5 separate regions of the Mus musculus genome follow, and regions 1, 2, 3 and 5 are each linked to region 4. Evidence: chromatin contacts called from public ChIA-PET and promoter capture Hi-C data. All regions are on one chromosome and are shown on one strand. The core of a region is the stretch at or near the end of the contact, and the rest is flanking DNA. Distances in the headings are between cores, read along the strand shown. Region 1 holds the start of Dedd (death effector domain-containing). Region 2 holds the start of Cd244a (CD244 molecule A). Region 3 holds the start of Ufc1 (ubiquitin-fold modifier conjugating enzyme 1). Region 4 holds the start of Pex19 (peroxisomal biogenesis factor 19). Region 5 holds the start of Arhgap30 (Rho GTPase activating protein 30).

Region 1 (2,700 bases), core at 51-2,550, 800 kb after region 4:
ACCAGGAAAAACAAGGAAGCAAGCGGGTGTTTTGGAAAGCAAATCCGGTTGAACCCTCATTCAACCCCAATTCTCCAAACCCACATGACCATTCCTTTCTGCCCTTCCCACCCTATTAAAAGCTAAGCGCCTGGCAATTAAAATTGGCTGCAACTGATACTGCTTAACTCTGCTGCCCTTCCACAGGGGGGAAAGGGAAACCCCCAAACCCTCTATCACCCGTGCAGCTCCACTGCCCTATCTTCCCCCCTTCCTTTCAAACTTTCCTCCGGGTCTCTCACTTTCTACGTTACCCCGGCACATCGCCACTCTCTCCATCCGCCAAGCCCCGCTTCTCTTCTCCTCTTCCACCCCAATTCTCCCCTTAGGCCCTTCCGCTTCCAATTTGAACACTTTGAAAAACCTCCCTCCGGCACACGTCTCAAGTCCAATCCAACCCCCCCCCCCAACCCCCGCCACCTCCCACGTCCTCACCACGGCGCTCACGGGAGTCCAGCCCTCCCTGCAGCCACATGCCACCAGCCCCCGTCCCCTCCACACCCTCAACCTCTCCCTCCGGCTCCTACCCCTTCCCCAGCGCTGGCTCGCAGCCCCGCTCCCCACCTCGGCCTCTTTACTGCCCCTGGCCTGGGCCAGCCTGGGCCCTTGTTTACGCCCCTCCCCAGGCTCGCACTCCTGCGCCCCGACCCCTGCCCTCTCCCACAGTTGCCATCTCCCCTGCACGCCCCCCTCGGCCGCTCCCCTTCCCCCACCTCGCAGCGTCCCGTCACCTCCCTCTCCGGAGGTTCTCCGGGCTGGACGTCGCCACCGCCTCCCCCTTCCACTTTCCTTCCCCAAGCCCTTGGCGGCCCCGCCCGGCCCCGCCCCGTCCCACTCGACTCCCCCTCCCCACGCCGGCCGGCCGCCCCGCCGCCTCACTCTCGGCTCAGCCTCGGCGCCGCCATGTTGGATCCATCCGCGCCGCTCTCCGGGGCCTGCGCCTCACGGAGCCGCATCCGGGCTCCAGCCGCCGCCGCCTCCGCCGCCGCCGCCGCCGCCGCGGGCGTGGGGGAGGGGAGGGCCGGGCGGGGGTGGCTGCATCCTGCACAGCGCCTCCCGGAACCTGGCCGGTTAGTGTCGGCTTCGAGACCATAACGAGGCATGAGCGGAGGAGCCATACTAGGTGAGGGCAGCCTGGCAGCGGCATTAAGCGGGGAGTGGGTAGCTTCACGTCGGCAAGAGAGGCTGGAGACTGGCAGCCATCTTGCTTAGGGGCAAGCTGGCAACGCAGGGTTCTCCTAACGGCGGCGGCGGGGAGGTTCTAAGAAGCGGAGAGAGAACGTATTTGAAGGTGGAAGCCTTGGTGGCGCCCGAGCTGGCTGGTATCGGGCTCGAAGGCCCTCGGGAGAGAGGGGCTGGCAGCCATGATACGTAAGGGCGGAATCGGCCGGGGGTCGGACTGCCCGGTGAACTGAGGTGAAAGGTCACGATCTGGAGTTCACCTTTGCCTTGAACTTCCTGTCACTCTGACGTTCTGAAACCCGAACCTCGCAGCCGCGCTTCTCACCCTCTCTCGGAATTCATCCCTTCAGTGTTTTCCTTTTGAGCTCCCATTTTCCTATGGAAAAGTCGCCTCAGCTGACGGGTGAAGGACGGCTGAGAATTGAATTGGGGGTGGGATGGGCTCGAGTATGTTCTGGAGCTGCCGAGAGCCTGCTGTGGCTAAAGGAAGAGGTAATACAAAGGGCTTTGAGATAGGGAGCTATGACTCAAGACCTTGCAAATTTATTTTATCCTAAGGGCAGTCGAAGAGGCTTTGAAGGGTCTAAACAGAGGTGTGAACAGTTAGTTATATTTGTATTGTAGAGAGATCACAGCTTGCCAGCTCTGGGCATGTTAGTGCCAGCCTGAAGCCTGAGGCAGGAGGATTACTTGAGCCCTGGAGATGGAGACCAATTTGGACTTAATTTAAGCGAAGAAGACCGCAAGGATGTTAGAGCACTGTAGAAGAATGCGTTCTTAGCACGGTTAGGCCTGACGTTCGGTCCCTGGGGAGTGGAGCTGGGTAGGGAGAGAGATCAATTATGAAGCTAAAGAAGAGACAGTGGCGATGTGTAGGTAGGAAGGCATGTGTTGGATAAGGAAATATGAGTGTCCTGACTTGAATAACTGGGTTACGTTATTTTTAGTTTCAAGAGATCTGCGGGATATCTTTTAGGCAAGTATATATGAATTAGTGTGGTTTGAAACCAAGAAAGTTGAAAGTGTGCTTGCGCATGTCTGGATATTCTTGGAGCCATAAGAGAGAAAAATGGCCTAAAGAGGAGGATGTGTGCATTCGAGGAGTGAGATGAGGGAAGGAAGCAGAAAATAGGACAGCGAGGAGGCACAGACAGGAAGCCAGACAGAGAAAAGTATCAAGGAAACTTGTTACAAGTATCAAGAGTAAGCGATTAGGTAAGATGTGGACTAAAATGTGTGGTTCGGAATGTGGAAGAAATGAAGGTCACTAGGTAAACTTGGAGAAAGTTGTTACATAGAGGTATAGGGTAACAACCAGATCCAAGTGGAAAGATACAATGTGTAAAAAGTTTTGTGGCTACTCACACTAAGGTTTGTAATCCCAGTTTTCAAGAAGCGGGAGGATGGGATTTGAGGCAAAACTGGACCTATTTAATGAGCAACAGACCAGCCAGACCCAGTAGTAAAAAGGCAAAAGTA
Region 2 (2,700 bases), core at 68-2,567, 570 kb after region 4:
TAAAGATCAGGTGCTCACCCTCAAGAGAGTGAGCAGAGGATGGTGTAAGCCTGGGATGGAGTTGTCTTATCTCACCCAGATGCATGGCATGCAGGGACTGGAAACTCCCATCAAAGAGATAAGATACATAGACAAACGTCATAGAAGTGTCAAGTAAAAGAAGTCAGGAACCCATACCATGGGATGCCACGTACATCCAGGCAAAACTAATCTGTGAGATTTGGAGTGAGAATATTGCTTATGTTTATGGGAAAGACAGTAGACAATGAGTGGACATAAACGCACGATTGTCCCAAAGTCATCAGAAAAGTGACTCACTGACACGTACACTGATATGCAGATATCACACTTTAGTAAGAAAGGTTTGTCATCATCATCTGGCTGCCCCTGGGGTGACTTCTACTGAACCAGAGTCTCTTTGAGTCCTGAGCCAAAATCTCTTCCTCAGGAAGAGATTCCTCCATTCATGCCTCATTTGAGAGGAGGTAAGGTGACCAGAAGCTGAATGCAAATGAGTTGGGCCTGCTAGAGGGACTCCCGGGGTCCCCTCCAGCACAGTGACAACTAGAAAACAGTCCCTGAGAAATGCAAGGCTCAACCCAACCCACCCAAAGTGGAGCAGTCTCTGTGCTGACTCGTGAGACCCTGCCTGTCCTACCTTCTTTTCTCTACCTTACCTCACCCAGACCCAAAGCATCCAGGGACTCCTCACAACTCCCAGACCATCCTTTTCTTCAGAATGGACACGAATTCTGTGGGGAAGGTGACAATGACAAGGTGGTGTTTGTGTGAAACTGTGTCGGAATGAAGGAAAAAGCTATGGCTGGTGATGAATCCACTCCCAGAGCGAGAAAAGGGAAAGCTAATGCACACATTGCTCCAGAGAAGGCTTGTACACACATCGCTCCAGTTTTCCACAGTTTTCATACAGACTAAACTCCACCCACTTTACAATAGCCCTAAGGACCTGGACCACCTTCTCTAACCTCTCCTCTGGCTTTCTGTGTTCCAGGTGACTATCGAAATGGCATAATCAGAGGCTCTAACTTCTGATCTCCCTCACACACTCAGGCACCCATGGGTGTATGCCAGGCCCCATCCCACACCAACACAAAAATCCTTACCTTGGCCCTGATGAGCCCTGAGGAGCAGAAAGGTTGTGAACAGGACAGCTTGCCCCAACATCACCACAGGACAGAGCAGACTACGGGGGCCCTGTCTTCTCCAGGTGCTCAGATGTCAATAGGCTCGCAGCTAACTGTCAGCAGGACACAGCAGAACTACCTCACTGCCTGTCCAGCCACAATTTCCTCAACTGAAGGCTGTTCACTTCTGCTGTGCACTGACAAGGCTACCGAGAAAGCCTCAGTCCCTCCACGTGGGTTCCCACAAGCTAAGATGCCTCCAGTGGGTGGGTACTCAGAGTGCACAGTGACTCACAAAAAACCAGTTGCAAAATCCCAGCCCTTGGTCCTCCTCAGCCTGGTGCTGAATTCTTAGTGGCTCCCACAGGGTGGGAAAGAAAACCAACAGTCATTATTCCAGGCTGCCCCAAACCAGCATACACCGTGGAAGCAGAAGTCTGAAGGAACTTAGGGGTAGGGTGGCCTGAGAAGAAGAACCCTGAGTAAGTAGGTACTAACGTGGAAGAGGAAGAGCATATGGGGTGATTAAGGAAGAGACATAACATTTAGACTTGCTGGGAAAAATCTCATGAGCCCAGGAAGTCTGATCTCAAATGTTCAACATATGCAAACTGTGTTCCTCCTTTCACCCCTCCACAACCAAAGGATGTGAAACGCTTTGTGGTGCTCACCCCCTTCCGTGGCTGGATTCATCCTGTAGAAGAGCAGGCAGCAGAGATCCTTTGAACTCCAAGGAGGGGTGGAGTCAGTGGTACCCACCCCACCCCACCCCGAACCCCACTCCCTCAGGACCCTTTACTTCAAGGCCATATCCAGAAGCCAGGCCTCTTGCTCTTTTCCTCTTCTTTTCCCCTTAGCAACAAACACGTGTGGTTCTCCCAAGCCCATCCTCTCATTCCATTCTTTGATCTGTTTCTAGCCCGACCAACACTGAGCAAGAGCGGCCTTTATAGGACAGGTGGCTGCCAGTGGTGGCAAGCAACGGATGCTCTGGACCAGACAGACAGTCAATTTGGAGTCAAAGACCTGGACTTGAACTCCAGCTCATCAACTTGCAACCTGTGTAGTGCTGACCAAATTGCTTTCTGAGTCCTCACAGTCAACAGCAGTTGGGTAAGCGAGATGGCTCAGTGGGTTAAGGTGCTCATCATCAGGCCTGCCAGCCGGAGCATAATCGCCAGAATCCTCCTGATGAAGAGGGAGGATGGACTCCACCCCTGACTTCCACACATGCCCAAGTGAACACACACACACACACACACACACACACACACACACACACACACACACACACACAAACACAAATCTATGATCTTCCCCCTGAAGGTAAGCAATACATGGAAATGGAAACTTGGCTTCCCTTCAAGATAGTTTTCAGCACCAAATTAATAGCTATCCTTGAGAGCTTGAATAGAAAGCTCTGGAATATACTGGTGTGAAAATGCCATAATAAGTGCTGGAGAGATGGCTTAAGAGCACTGACTGCTCTTCTGAAGTTCCTGAGTTCAGTTCCCAGCAACCACATAGTGGCTCACAACCATCTGTTATTGTATCT
Region 3 (2,700 bases), core at 144-2,643, 830 kb after region 4:
GCAAGAATTCTAACACTACACTACGTCCTCAGCCCTTAAAACTATATTTGAGTGTTTGTTTTTTCACCTAGAGGACTGGAGATACAGCTCAAGATTTAAGCGCACTTGCTACTCTTGCAGAGGATCAGTCTTCAGTTCTCAGCACCCACATGGAAGTCATGTCTGTAACTCTGGTTCCAGGGCATCTGTTGCCCTTTACATGCCTCTACTGGCACTGCATGCACATGGTACCTTACATACATGCTGGTAAAACACTCACATGACATACAAATATATAAATTTAAATTGAAGTTGAAGGGGCACACATGCCACGGCATAGGTATGTAAGTCAGAGGACAGCATGTCTTGTTTTTCTTTCTTTCTTTCCTTCTTTCTCTTTTTTTGGGTAGGGGGTTGTTTTGGTTTTGAGGGGTTTTTTGTTTGTTTGTTTTTTGGGATTTTTTTGTTTTTGTTTTTGTTTTGAGACAGGGCTTCTCTGTGTAGCCCTAGCTGTTCTGGAACTCACTCTGTAGACCAGGCTGGCTCTCAAACTCAGAGATCTGCCAGCCCTCTGTCTCCTGAGGGCTGAGATTAAAGATGTGTGACACCACCATCTTGGAATTTGTTCTCTTTGTAGACTCAAACTCACCAAGGTTAAAACTCTAGAGTCCTCTGCCTCCCAAATGCTGGGATCGAAAGTGTGCAATCACAGCAGCTGTGGCATATGGAGTTTGTTCGTTTTAAATTGAGTTGCAGCAATCTTCTGATCTTGACCCCTAAGCTCTGGGATAACACATGTGGGCCACCAAGCTTATTGAGGTTTCTTGGTTTCAAACGAATTTAGAAATTACCCAACCAGCACTTGGGAGACAGAGGCAGGCAGATCTGTGAGTCGGAGGCCAGCCTGGTCTAATAAAAAAACAACAAATTACCAGATGACTTGCCATAGGCTTAGAATAGGCATTCAGTGACTGTTAGTCATTTGGGTGAATTCATCTAAGAAGAAATCGTTTCTATATACTTAATATATAGCACACAAAAGATATTCAGTAACTCTTTGGAAAAAAAAGTTTTATCTTTAGGATGGTTTTAAAACCTAAACAGATTAATTTTGAAGTAAGCAATAGCTCCGGGCCATTTTGTATGTGTTAGAGGCAAGTCTGTGGTATATAGGACCCAATGTCCTTTAAAAAACAAACAAGCTTACATACTTCCTAATTCAGTTGTGTTAATTATTCAGGACAGGGATGGAAAGTAAGGAAGTCACTCTGGAGAACAAAGACGTTAAATTGCGCATCTTAGGAGATAGGACTTTGAAGACAGTCTAGAAAAACCTGAAATTCAAACAACTTTGCTGGTTTGGGAAGGTCTTGAGTTTTTCCCAAGATTGCTTCTGAGCATGAACGGAAGTCGTTCTCTGAGCAGGCTCCGGTGATTTAATGATAGGTGGACAGAGTAGCCCGCCTCCATTCTGTTCTTCCGGACGCTCACACCCGTAGGTCAATTTTATTTCCTTACAATAAATAAATAAAAATCGAATGCATTCAGGGTCCGCTTTAAAGCCATCCAACGCCTCCTCTTCCCACAGTAAAGATGGCGACGCCGTGAGTAAGTGACAAGCAACTGCACTTCCGCAGTTTTCCTGCTCCCTGGTCCAAGATGGCGGACGAGGCCACTCGGCGGGTCGTGTCTGAGATCCCGGTGCTGAAGACCAACGCCGGACCCCGAGATCGGGAATTGTGGGTGCAGCGACTAAAGGAGGAATATCAGTCCCTGATCCGGGTCAGTTTTACTCCTGTGCTTGACCGCGTAGCAGAGGGGTGGCGAGTAACCAGGTGTCCCCGGGAATTGGCTCCGGGTGGAAGCCGCTTCCGGTTTTAAAGTTTAAATTCTAAATTCATATAAATGCGATTGTTTGGGGGGCTGGGGGCGTTACGGGTGGCCGGAGGGAGGATGCAGAAGAGATTCCGGCTAGGAGCACAGTAGGGCTAGACTTTGAAGGAAAAAACAGCAGTATTCCGGGAAGGTGACGTGTCCCTCTCGCACCAGGTGCTTGCTCTGCTGGCTGTGGTAGGGGGTCAAAGTACTTCTTAGCGCCTGAAGAAGTGTCTGTGCATCACTGCTCTTTCATTCTTCATGATGAAATGGATGGAATTAATGTCAGGACTGAAAACCTAAAGTGTTTAGAGGTAGAGAGAGAGATGTTTTTAGTTATAAATTAGCCATCCTTTCAGCTAATTCCTGTTATGGGAAGAGAAAGATTGCCCTCCTTTTGGTGCTTTCTATCTGCTTCAAAACCCAGTAGATCGCTTGCAGTATATGTGGCCTCACTGAGAAACTGGCGAGTGCTTGCGTAGCATGCAAGATGTCCTTGGGTTCCATCTCTGGCACCTCATAAATTGATGAGGCTCATATGTTCTCTGTACCCAGGATGTGGAGCCAGGATTGGAAGCTCGGGTCGTTTTTTAGACTGCATAATGAATTCAAAGCCAGTCTGGACTATAGGAGACCCTGCCTCAAACCACAACAATAAAACATATTATTGTGTTACTAGTATCTATTGAGAGTATATAAAACCGAATAAGAATGGCCCTACTGAGGTTGACAGAAACAGTATTAAACTGTGTTTAAGTGGAGAGACAGAGACATAACTAGGGTATTTTGAGAACATGGGGAGGAAGGAGTAAGGTGTAGCGAGGATTCTGGAATTTTGGTTTCTTT
Region 4 (2,700 bases), core at 49-2,548:
AGAGCCTTATTTCTTGGAATTCACTCTGAGGCCTTAGCTAATATCGTCTGTTGAGGAAGCACAGAATATACCACCCGGCTTTCCACCGTTCTGACTACTAGGATACATTCGACAAGAAGGTATTAACTCTTAAATAATGCTCCAATTTAGATCGCCCTTAACAGGCACCTATAGCCTCCTTGGCCTCATATGCAGTAAGCCTGGGCCAGGCCAGTCACTGGGCACTCCTCACTTCATCTGTTCATTTTCTACCTGCTTATATCGCTGTGACTGAGCAAGAGATAAAAGGTTCACCTCTGCCCTGAAAAGCCTGTGTTGTCACCATCACTCTGCCTGCCAGGACTAGGGAAAGGGCACTGGCCTCACTGGCGCAGGAAACGGGAGTGGAGTGCAAGGCCAAGAAAGAGATGAAGGTCCACCATCTTTTCAGGAAGAGGAGACCTTTTCCCCTGGGGCTGGCTCACTTTGTTTTCTCCAAAGGATAAATAAGGGATGTCAGGCATTGTGGTGCCATGCGAGAATGCGGAGGAAGGGACTGGAAAAATCACAAGTTCAGGGCCACTCTACAGTACTCAATGAGTGTGAGGTCAGCCTAAAACTACACGAGACAGTCTCTCAACATCACACTAATTTTAAAAGGAGACTTCTTTGACTACTCGCACGAAAGAACTAAGGGTCTGGTAAAAGAATGAGGAAAGACTGTGCGGTAAAAAGGCGTTTCGGGTTAAGAAAGATACTATCATGGACATATGGACCTTTGGAGCTTAAAGATTATTTTGTTCTGTGAATCCTGCTACTGAAAGGAGAGGCGATTTTAATAATTTACAGAAGGCGATCCTGGTGGGTCCAGCCTGTGATCTCTGTACTCCCAGTGGCGGAGGCTGAAAGACTGCCGCGAGTTCCAGATCAGCCTGGGATACCGAGTGAGAGAGCCTTGCCTCAACAACAATCCGACAATCGAAAGCAAGAGAAGTTTGTAAGGGGCTCGTGAAACAGCTCTTTACGGTTAGTGTTCCCCTTCGCAGGGAGATGTGCGGTTTGGACACAGCCAGCTAATAAAGAGGGCCGGGGTCGAACTCAGACCACCTCCCCCGCTGACCACTGAAGAGATTCTCCCGCCCCGCTCAGAAACCTCAAGTTCCTCTAACCCCCACGATGGATCCTCTCCCCGATACTTCTGGTCTTTCCCATCGTGCACTCTTACTTTCCAGAAGCTCCTCCAGTTCCCGGTCGTCTTCGACCCCAACACCGCAACCTTCCTCAGCAGCCGCCATCTTACTGCCTCCGACTTGCCGTAGGAGGTGGAACCACTGGCGCCACCACATGCCCCGCCCCAACCCCGCCCCCATGACTTGAGCAGCCAATAATATCGTTCTACCGTGCAGGACCGCCATTTTTAAAGGGACAGGAGACTGGGTTTGTTTTTGTTTTTGTTTTTTTTCTTGGGTTGGGCCTCAAACCTAGGTTCTTGCACGTATTAAGCAAGCACTCGGCTACTGGAGCTACAGAGCCACAGCGGTTTGCCTTGAACTAGATAGATTGCTCAAGCTGGTCCAGAAATCGGGGTCTCCCTTCCCCGTCTCCACTTCCAAACTACTTGACCCATGAGGCCCAGCTGTATTGTGGGGGCGGGTCAGAAGGGGTGGGAGGGTTTATTGCGTTTTGCTTGCCCCATCTTTAACCTGGAATCTTTAATCTGGGTTTTGTTTTCAGGCAGGGTTTTCTAATCCTACTGTCTCCACCTCCCAAGGACAGAGATTACAGCACAGGGCTCAGCTAAAATACGAAGCTATTAAACGAGCAATTTTTCGCTTGAGACAGGATTGCCAAATTGAAGCAACCTTGGTTTCATCCTCAAAGCACACGTGGTAGGAGAGATGTCTATCATGTGCTGGCTCTGACCTCCGAATATGCTCCTTGACATATACACAAAACAGATAAACAAAGATCATCCAATTTATTTTTAGCGTATAATGAGCATCTACTGTTGTATACAATCGTGCTGAGCACAGTGAAATCTACAAGTGGATCAGGGATGGTCCTACCTGTAGAGGTTGACTGGAGATAGAATTGGAAACACAGATGTTACTTAAGCAGATTAAAAAACAAGCATTCTTTCTTTGAATCATTTCTTTCAGTTTTCTTTGTGTGTTGGGGGGATTGTCTTGTTTTTGTTTTATCGAGAATGTTCTGTATGTAGCCTTGGCTTTCCTGGAACTCTGTAGACCAGGCTGGCCTTGAACGAAAAAAATACTCTTGACTCTGCCTCGAGGGTGGTGGCATTAAATGCGTGTACCACCACACCTGTCTCTCTTTTCTATTCAGCTGGCAAGAAGTGGCAAATCCCTTTGGAGCTAGAGCAATAGGTGGTTGGCAGCCACCAGATGTGGGTGCTGGGAACTAACCTGAGTCCTCTGCAAGAACAGTCTTTGCTCTAAACAGCTAAGCCATCTCTTTAACCACCATGATATCTTTTTTTTTTTTTTTTGAGACAGCATCTTGCTCTTTAGCCAATTGTTCTGCTTTAACCTTCCAAGAATCCGAATTATGGCTGTGAATTGCTGTGCCAGATTCTTGCCTGACCTTGAAGGAAGAATGTATAAAACTTAAGAAAATATTCCCGTAATATACACATTTTTGAGAAAGCAGTCTTAGTTTGAGGATTATATTTAAGAAAGCAACTCTTAAATCTGAAAACAC
Region 5 (2,700 bases), core at 190-2,689, 740 kb after region 4:
GGGGCCCTCTGATGGAGGAGAAAAGGGGAAGGAGGTGTCTGGGGACACAAGGGCGGGGCCAAGAGCAGGAAATGAGCTGGGAACCACCACCACCCTCCCTTCACTGCAGGCAACCAGAGAAGGGGGACAAAGAGGAAATGACAGATTGGGGTGGGGTGGAGTGGAGGGGGGCAGAATTGTGCCCCCTTTTTTTGTTAAGTTGCTCTGCGTGCTGAAAACAAGCTGGGCAGTGTAGTCGGGTCGGCACTGATCAATTTCAGAACAAATTAAGGCCTGGTTCTGAGTGGTGACTGCATGTCCTACACAGTGATGAGCTCCCAGGCCCACTGCAGAGGGAGCTCCAGACTGGGTGCACACCCCTCTTTATTGTAGTTTCCACTCCCCACTTCAAACCAGGGCTGAAGCAGTCTGGTTCACTTTTCCCGCATTCCCGGTGCAGTCTACCATCAACGGGTTTCTTCTTTGCAAGCAATTTAAAGAAGAGTGTCACTCCTCCCTGCTGCCCCCACTCCTGTGGCCCAGCAAAGGTGCAGAAGGGCTAGGTCCTTGTCCCTTGGTGCTGTTCTCCAGTTAGAATGCCTTCCTCTCCCCTCCGCAAGTTCTATCCTCAGACTCGCTGGGCCCTTTCTTACCTGTATCTCCACTTAGTGTTCCACCAACTATCCCTTCAGCCATTCTTCTGGCATCCGACCTCCATTCCCTCCACCCTGTCCCCAGTCTCCATTCTCTCATCTGATTCATCCACCTCTCCAGATTTTCCAAATCTCATCCCCCACCCCACCCCGGGACACATTCCCTCGGCATTCCCATCCTCGAGTTCTCAGCTACCCGGTCCCTAACTACCGCAGAAGGGCACCTCTCCATCTTCTTCTCTGAGCCACATTTCCTGTCTTGCCTTTGCCTAGATCTCAGGTGTGGTGATCCTGGGCCACTGCCCGTTCCCTAAGAGCTCATTCTGCCCAACGGAGAAGACAAGGTTGGCGTCTGCATGGCAATCCAGCCACCCAGCTGCCCCGTTCCAATTGACCTCCTTACCTTCCTGGCCCGAGTGCTGTAGATGCTCACGTAGGTCACACCCAAACACCCGTTCCTTAGAGCTGCCCTTCTTCTTTCCTTTCTGCCGAGACTTCATGACCAGGGCCCCCCGGGATCTCTGTCCCCCAAGACCTTTGACCTACCAGTCCCCCATGGAATCCCAGTCAGTAGTTGGGCTTGGCCCAGCCCCAGGGGGGGCAGGGCTCCAAACTGGAGGTGGAGGGTGGCCTGGGCAAGGGACAGCAGCGCTTGCCTCTGGGGGGCCCCTGGGGCCACACGGAAGTAGATATGGAAGAGGAAGCTACCAGAACCCTGGCATGAAGCTGTGTCTCGTGGCCAAGCTGAGCGCTAGCCCTTCTCGTCCTGTGCAGCTCGAGGGGGAGCAGGAAGCTGTGCAGCTCCTCAAACCCGCTTCCTGTTAGAGCATCTTTGCAACCACAGGCCTCGGGTGGGGGAGGTAGCTGGCATTCACATCCTCATCATTGCTGGGACTCCATTCATTGGTCACAGCAGAAGGTGATGTCAGAATCTCGGGGTGGAGTAAGGGTGCCTGGGGTGTGAGCAGGTGGCTGCCATTTCTAGAGACCGAAATCTCTAGGTGGGACAGAGACCCGAGGCTTTGCCTGTGAGCACGGCAGGAAAGGACCACGAAGAACATACCCAGGGTGGGGGATTCTTTGATGACCCTGCCATCTTGGTCAGGTCACATTACTTCACTGAGCCTCCAGTCGCTGTACATTTGAAAATGAGGACACAGACCAGGTGACTTTGAGTTTCAGTTTCTTTGTCTGTCAAAGGGTACACGGCTGACCACCCCACACAGCTGCTGGAAGTTTCCAGTACAGTCAGATTAGAACCACTTTAGAAACTAAGGCACTGGCTTCCCCAAAAGGAGGTTATGTCCACACGGCCCTACCTGAGGGCTCTCAGAAATGGTTACAATGTCTTTTGAAAGCCACTTGCTCCTTTCTTAGCTGTATCTGGGCCCTTTCCCTGGGAGGGAATCACATAGAGACTCAGTCCATAGCACTTGTGACTTACCCAGTTCAAGGGGCAAGACAGGAATCAGACAAAAAAAGGTTTTATCTGTTTATTTAAAAACAGAATATCATTTTATGTACAAATATACATATATTTACATGAAATATACATACTAAGACCCCAGATCCTTGGGGTCCATAAGTCCTGGGCTGCTTGGGAATGAAATGAGAGTTTCTCCTTTAGACCAGCAGATTTCAGGCCACACAAGGGTTGGATACTAAATCCCAGTATTCTGACTGCGTAAGTTTGGGCAGGCTAAAGAAAAACAAACATCTTACCCCAGGCTCCACACATACAAAGTGCCAGAGAGCCCCGGATTAATGACTCAGAAACCCCTGGGGAAGGGCCTGTTCTCACCCTCACCCACAACACCCCTTTCTCTTCACCTGAACTTCCACCTTCCCCGCGACCTACCCTCTGCCCTCAACACAACTGAACCAGGAGTCCTTGACAACAAGTCCCAACGCCGTGAAGGTACAAACCACTGTAGACACAGCGAGGACAAGATTCGAGGGGCCATGGGAGCCAAGCCCCCCCATCCCTAGTCTCTTATCCAGTGTTCAGACCTCATACCCCAGGTTCCAGACTCCTCCAGCTGTCAGCCCCCTCCCCAGAACCTCTGTG

What was found. Promoter capture Hi-C pulls out the DNA fragments that hold promoters and counts their contacts. ChIA-PET counts read pairs in DNA pulled down with a chosen protein or histone mark.
Region 1: a contact with region 4 is called in an RNA polymerase II ChIA-PET map of memory CD8 T cells, with 9 read pairs. The contact joins the promoter of Dedd here to the promoter of Pex19 in region 4. A contact is called at or near these places in 2 of 39 promoter capture datasets (hippocampal neurons and liver), 2 of 115 datasets of contacts at active chromatin or transcription factors (astrocytes and memory CD8 T cells) and 1 of 9 other capture datasets (liver).
Region 2: a contact with region 4 is called in a promoter capture Hi-C map of liver, with 3 times the contacts expected there. The contact joins the promoter of Cd244a here to the promoter of Pex19 in region 4. A contact is called at or near these places in 7 of 39 promoter capture datasets (the HPC-7 cell line, embryonic stem cells, hippocampal neurons and 3 more) and 1 of 9 other capture datasets (liver).
Region 3: a promoter capture Hi-C map of pre-B cells shows a contact between it and region 4, with 2.3 times the contacts expected there. The contact joins the promoter of Ufc1 here to the promoter of Pex19 in region 4. A contact is called at or near these places in 4 of 39 promoter capture datasets (cranial neural crest, hippocampal neurons, liver and 1 more) and 1 of 9 other capture datasets (pancreatic islet).
Region 5: a contact with region 4 is called in an RNA polymerase II ChIA-PET map of memory CD8 T cells, with 64 read pairs. The contact joins the promoter of Arhgap30 here to the promoter of Pex19 in region 4. A contact is called at or near these places in 4 of 39 promoter capture datasets (hippocampal neurons, liver and pre-B cells) and 2 of 115 datasets of contacts at active chromatin or transcription factors (memory CD8 T cells and thymic regulatory T cells).

The regions. Positions count from the first base shown.
Region 1 is chr1:171,327,745-171,330,444 of GRCm38.p6, reverse strand. Dedd (death effector domain-containing) reads right to left here and starts at 1,300. Exons shown (of 6, transcript NM_001128609.1): 1 at 919-1,300.
Region 2 is chr1:171,557,810-171,560,509 of GRCm38.p6, reverse strand. It overlaps Cd244a (CD244 molecule A), which reads right to left and starts at 1,317. Exons shown (of 9, transcript NM_018729.2): 1 at 1,125-1,317. The coding sequence starts at 1,185. Gm35200 (a long non-coding RNA gene) reads left to right here. Exons shown (of 5, transcript XR_373705.3): 3 at 2,065-2,700.
Region 3 is chr1:171,293,695-171,296,394 of GRCm38.p6, reverse strand. Ufc1 (ubiquitin-fold modifier conjugating enzyme 1) reads left to right here and starts at 1,393. Exons shown (of 7, transcript NM_025388.3): 1 at 1,393-1,474; 2 at 1,568-1,761. The coding sequence starts at 1,639.
Region 4 is chr1:172,125,353-172,128,052 of GRCm38.p6, reverse strand. It overlaps Pex19 (peroxisomal biogenesis factor 19), which reads right to left and starts at 1,298. Exons shown (of 8, transcript NM_023041.3): 1 at 1,205-1,298. The coding sequence starts at 1,274.
Region 5 is chr1:171,387,699-171,390,398 of GRCm38.p6, reverse strand. Arhgap30 (Rho GTPase activating protein 30) reads right to left here and starts at 1,439. Exons shown (of 12, transcript NM_001005508.2): 1 at 1,036-1,439. The coding sequence starts at 1,132. It overlaps Nectin4 (nectin cell adhesion molecule 4), which reads right to left. Exons shown (of 9, transcript NM_027893.3): 9 at 2,112-2,700.